Regions from separate parts of the Sus scrofa genome. Here region 1 is linked to region 2. Evidence: chromatin contacts called from public Hi-C data. All regions are on one chromosome and are shown on one strand. The core of a region is the stretch at or near the end of the contact, and the rest is flanking DNA. Distances in the headings are between cores, read along the strand shown. Region 1 overlaps PEPD (xaa-Pro dipeptidase). Region 2 has its middle 15 kb from the start of SLC7A10.

Region 1 (2,700 bases), core at 114-2,613, 160 kb after region 2:
CCCACCCACCTCACCCTCCACTGGCCGAGCCTCGGGATGCACGGCGGAGGCGGCTCCCTAAGGAAGGAGCAGAGATGTCCCCAGCCCCGACCTGGCCTCTACACCGGCCCTCCGAGAGACCCTCCCAGGGCCGCCGTGCACCCAGCGTGGGGCACAGCTGCAGCTCATGAGGGGCCGCTCACCAGAGCTGGAGGGGACCTTGAGACAGACACACCCACCTGACAGAAGACGCGGGCTGAGCCGCACTGCCTGTCTCTTGCAGGCCCTGGTGTCGGAGTGAAAACCTAGCTGACAGCTCCGGGGTCCCCTTGGCCAGAGGAGAGTGGCCCTCTCCCCAGTGGGGTGGGACAGTGTGCTCTGCTTGGCCGGCCAAGCCCCCAAGTTGGGGACCTCTTGGCTCCCAGTACCCCCAGGTCACAGGGCAGGAGGCACGAATGGCAGGAGCAGAGAGTGGAAGGAAAGAAGCCCAGAGCTGGGAGTGCAAAGCGGCTGAGGCTGGATGCCGCGGGGACAGACACACGGGCCTGCTGAGTCAGGGGGATGGCCCAGCTGAGCCTGGCCTCCGGACACCCCATGACAGGGCCTGGCTGCAGGGGGGCTGGGAGGGAACGGGGGGCAGGGAGCCTCACCCCCACACCCCTGCCACCTGACTGTGTGCTCATGGCCCCTAGTCACGGGCAAGTCGAGCGAGAATCCTAGCCCGAGCTCCCTCCGTGGTAGGAGGAGACACAGTAAGTGAGGGGCTGCCGGGTCCAGGCCTGATGATGGGGGCCCCAGATGAGAGGAGTGGAGTGCAGAGACGGAGTGGCCTCCTCATCCGGTCCCACCCGGGCACGCACAGAGCAGAGGCCCACTAGCCCCCTGTCCCCTTCTTGGGGTCATAGTCAAGTCATGATGCTGATGGTGACAAAACCGACTGAGGGGCCCCAGTCCAGTGCCAGAGCTCGGGCCCCTGCCGTGTTTCAGAGCCAGATGGGGCGGAGGCGGTGGCAGCGGGCACTGCCCTCTGTGACTGGCTAGAGCCCGGCTCCCCTCCGTGCCTGGCTCCGTCCGTGTAGTGCAGTCTGAGGCCACACGAATCCTGGCAAATCTGAGCCCAGGGGCAGAGCCACGCCTCCCATGACAAGGGCCTCTCACCCAAACCCTAATTCTAATAGTAAACACAATGGCTCAACCAACATTCCAGAGGCTGCCCGTGTGCCTGTCTCTGGGGACCCCGACTCCGCGCCCTTCAAGGGGGAGCAAGCTGATGGCAGCCCCAGCGACTCCACAGAAAGATTTCTAAAGGAAAGGACGCTCTGCTGGAATCCAAAGTCCCCAGTCAGGCACTTTTTAATCTGCTGTCTTTTTTCCAATTGCAAAACACCATAAACAATGTCAACAGTGCAAAAAGCACCAGATAACAACTCAGGTGATTCTTAGGAGCGGGGGAAGAGCTTCCCTGGCACGGCAGGGGATGTCGGATTGGGTCACAGACTCCGGGGAGACCCTGCCTGGGGCAGCCCAACTTGAGGAGACCTGCCCAGGCCTTGTGTGGGAGCTGAGGACCAAACGGTGAGCGGCCCCGGGCAGACACGCCCAGGCATCCAGTCCCCAGACGCTGCAGAGGTAGAGGCACCAGGGTGTTTGGGCTGACAGCTGCCTGCAGGTGTTTACTCAGTCCTCCCTCCAGCTGGCCAGGCAGGCGGGGTGTAGCTTGGCCCTAAACCACAGGGAAACGGAGGCTTTGAACACTGGTCCAGCTAAGTCCCGAGTTGGGGGTTGGCAGTTCAGGGCCCAGGGATGGGCATCTCTGTCCTGGCTGCGGAGCTCAGCCTTCAGGGCCTCCGTGTTTCCCCTTTGAAAAGGCAGGCGGGAGTTCCCATCGTGGCTCAGTGGTTAATAAGTCCAACTAGGAACCATGAGGTTGCGGGTTCGATCCCTGGCCTCACTCAGTGGGTTAAGGATCCAGCATTGCTATGAGCTATGGTGTAGGTTGCAGATGCGGCTCGGCCTGTGTTGCTGTGGCTCTGGTGTAGGTTGGAGTCTACAGCTCCAATTAGACCCCTAGCCTGGGAACCTCCATATGCCATGAGTGCAGCCCTAGAAAAGACCAAAAAGAAAGAAAAAAAAGAAAAAGAAAATAAAATACAGACTCTACTACCACTGGGGCAGGCTGGTGTCCTCTGGGGCCGGCGTGCAGGCAGGCACCTGGAGTGGGCCCGTGGCCCAGGTTCACCCGGGGAGCAGAGCACTCCCCTTTGGGCTGCTCAGAGGCAACAAAGGAAAATGGTCTGTGGTTTGTTGATTTAGAACGTCCAGGAAGGGCCTGAGCAGACAGGACAGAGCCAAGAGTGTGGGCACAGATTCCTGGGGGGCCACCACTTCAGAGGGCGACCTGTAGCAGCACCTGGGGCAGAACATTCTATTGGACCGTGCAGATCTCCAAGAAAACCAGAAATCGTGCTCTTGAAAAAGCCGGGGAGCCCACAAGAGCGCACCAACTGCTGGAGCCATCGGGAGAGCGCCAGCAGGCCTCTTCCCCAGGGCAGACGAGATGCCTGACCAAATCCTCCCTGCTCTCCTCAAAAAAAGAAAGTGGGAAGGGGCATGCTTGGAGTTCCTCTGCCAGCCTGGCTTTCGCGCTCAGATTCTAGAAGACTTCCGCTGTATTTTTTGTTTTAAGATCATCCGCTTTCTGGAGAAGGAAGTGTACACCCA
Region 2 (2,700 bases), core at 78-2,577:
GGTGGGGGGCTTCAAGCGGGCGCTGGGATTTCTCCATTCAAAGTGTCTGCTGGGAAGGCCTGCTCCAGTCCATGTGGAGCTGGGGCTGAGGTCAAGCATGGGGAGGCAGAGGGGATCCCTTAGGGGGTCTTAGCCTCCAGCCCCCCATCTGGCATCTCCCGCTGAGGAGCTGGAACTTCTCTAGGGTCCCTGGGGCCTGGAGCACTGGGCACAGGCTACGGCCAAAGGCATCCAGGGCTGGCCTCCCCCAAGGCTGCCCATCCCTGAGCCAGGTTCACACCAGGCAAGCAGGTGAGGGCTCTGGGCAGAGCTGGGCAAGGCTACAACCAACCTTACCTGGCCATCTCTCTCTTGTCCCCTGGCTTCTGGGATACCTCCTCTGGGCAGTGCAGGGATTTGAGGTCAGGTGATTGAGAGAGGGGGGTGAATGGGGCCCCGCTGGCAGAGGTGAGGGGTGCCTGGGCTCTGGGAGGTTACAGGAGGTCACGGCCCTGATGCCATGCAGCCTAGAACTTAGGCGCCAGCAACTCCTGTCTCATCAACTCCTGCCAGGCCTCAGTCCCCCCGACCTGGGAAACAGGGAAAGTGACTTTGCCCTTCGGCTGTTGCCGAAGGCTGGTGGCCTGCCTGAAAAGGGTCCCTCTGGATCCATGGAGTCAGGGATCCCAGGCCCCAGGCCCCGCCCAGCATTGCTGGCCCCACGTGCCCCATGCCTCCGTTGGTAGGGTCCGGGCAGCTCGCCCACCAGGCCTTTCCCCCAGTTCCCCGGGCTCCTCTCAGTGACGCAGGCAGCCTGGCCGTGGCTCAGCTGAGGTTGCTCTTGGCCAATGCAGACATGCCCCCTCCTGAGTCTGGCCTGGCTCCCAGGCCCCTTTCCCCTGCCCCGCGTCCTCAAGGGTAGCCACCCTCGTTTGTGCAGCCTCACCCATAGGCTGCTTTCTCCTGGGCTTCTGGTCCCGACCACCCTGGTGGCGACCTCCTGGGTTCTGGCTGGTTCTCGACCTTGGCCTTGGGCCACTGCCCTGCTTCGTTTTTATCAGTGGCATCTGTGGCCCAGAGAGAGGGGGTGGGCAGGGAGCCCAGAGTGTCACTGCAGCCGCCCCTCCAGGCTTCCCTCCCCAGGGTGCTAGCGGGTGCACCTGGGCGGGGGTGACAGCCCTGCAGGGGCACCGGAGGAGACCCTTTGCCTAGAGAGCCCGGGGACATCCCATGGTTCCATGTGGCTCTGTGACTGAGTGTGGGAGGGGTAAGCCTTAGAGAGGTGTGAGAGTGAGCATGTGGGTACAGCCTGGCGATGAGGATCGTGAGAATGTGAGTGGGCGAGACCCAGGGCTGGGGTGCCCTTGCCGGCGGGGGACATCCCCCGGGGAGAGGGTGCGGGGAATGGGGGAAACAGTGCATTAGGAATGCTGGCCACTAGGTGTCACCAAGAGCCCACAGGACAGAAGAAAGGCCCTGGGTGAGGGGCCAGAGCTCCACGGGCAAGGGGCACTCCCTGGTCTGTCAAGGCATCTGAGCGTCCTCTAGCTGTGCTTAGCCCATGGGGTGGCATCACCTGGCCCAAGAGGAGACATTCTCCACGGAGGCTGACCTGTCCCCACCTCCTGCCCACACAGACCCAGATCGAGGACAGAGCTAGTGACTGGTGGGGCAGTGGCACCAACTCCTGGCCCACCTGGCCCCTCCCTGACCGGATGCCCTGCTGTGGGGAGGGGGGAGGGGTTCCCACCAGCACCTCCAGGTGGGCCCCCCCCCTTTTTGCTTTTTAGGGCTGCACCTGTAGCCTATGGAAGTCCCAGGCTAGAGATCCAATTGGAGCTACAATTGGATTTGACCCCTAGCTGGATCTGAGCCGCAGCCTACACCACAGCCACAGCAACACTGGATCTGAGCCATGTCTGCAACCTACATCACAGCTCATGACATTGCCGGATCCTCAACCCACCAAGTGAGGCCAGGGATTGAACCCACAACCTCATGGTTCCTAGCCGAATTCGTTTCAGCTGCACCACAACAGGAACTCCCAGGCAGGCCCTTTGACTCAAGTCTTACTTGCACCCGCCCGCCCCTGTCCCATCCCAGGTCCAGCACAATCCCGCTCTGGTCCTCTGGGGGCCCAGTCCCCACCCTCCTGCCATGCACTCACTTGGGCAAAGCTCAGTGAGGACCAGTGTGCCAGGCGGTGGGGATCCTGTCACAAGCAAGGGGACTGTACTCCGCCCCGGGGCGCTTGCAGGCTACAGAATACTAAAGTCACCAATGAATGGAACAGAGACTTTGTGGTAGGGACTCTGTGGCACAGGACATCAATCATGGAGGAACTGGGAGGGCCATGGGAGTGGCTGTTTTGGAGGGTCCAGTGGGGAGGCTTTGTGAACAGGCAATGAGGAGGATCAGTCATGTGAATACCAGAGGGAAGAGCATTCAGGGCAGTTGGAACAGTATGTGCAAAAGTCCTGACGCAGGAACAAGCCGAACCTCTTATGAGTGAATCACCAAGGCCTCTGCTGAGGGGGGAGGGGATGCCATGATGGAGGTCAGAGGGCGGGAGGAAACAGACTACAAAGGGCCTCGGGCCATGTTGCAGTCTTCTCCCAAGGACACCGGATAGATGTGCAGAGGCCCTAGGGGGCCATCCCATCTGCAGCCAGTGGAGCCTTCCTGCCTGGATGTGGCTGAAGGGCTTGTCCTATCTGGGGC

What was found. Hi-C and Micro-C count contacts between places; a contact is called where the count stands out from the background.
Region 1: a Hi-C map of subcutaneous adipose tissue shows a contact between it and region 2, with 4 times the contacts expected there. The contact joins two enhancer-like sites. A contact is called at or near these places in 2 of 5 promoter capture datasets (fetal liver and liver), 30 of 47 Hi-C or Micro-C datasets (adipose tissue, alveolar macrophages, blood and 15 more) and 2 of 2 datasets of contacts at active chromatin or transcription factors (alveolar macrophages and skeletal muscle).

The regions. Positions count from the first base shown.
Region 1 is chr6:43,189,463-43,192,162 of Sscrofa11.1, forward strand. The region is part of intron 11 of PEPD (xaa-Pro dipeptidase); the gene reads right to left. Among named protein-coding and RNA genes, the nearest start is that of CEBPG, 26 kb to the left of the region's middle. Within about 2 kb of position 1,364, at least 14 of the 83 cell types and tissues checked have an H3K27ac peak or open chromatin away from gene starts, as enhancers often do. A contact at or near this core is called in retroperitoneal adipose tissue and subcutaneous adipose tissue, where this site is marked.
Region 2 is chr6:43,031,739-43,034,438 of Sscrofa11.1, forward strand. No RefSeq gene overlaps it. Among named protein-coding and RNA genes, the nearest start is that of SLC7A10, 15 kb to the left of the region's middle. Within about 2 kb of position 1,328, at least 9 of the 83 cell types and tissues checked have an H3K27ac peak or open chromatin away from gene starts, as enhancers often do. A contact at or near this core is called in retroperitoneal adipose tissue and subcutaneous adipose tissue, where this site is marked.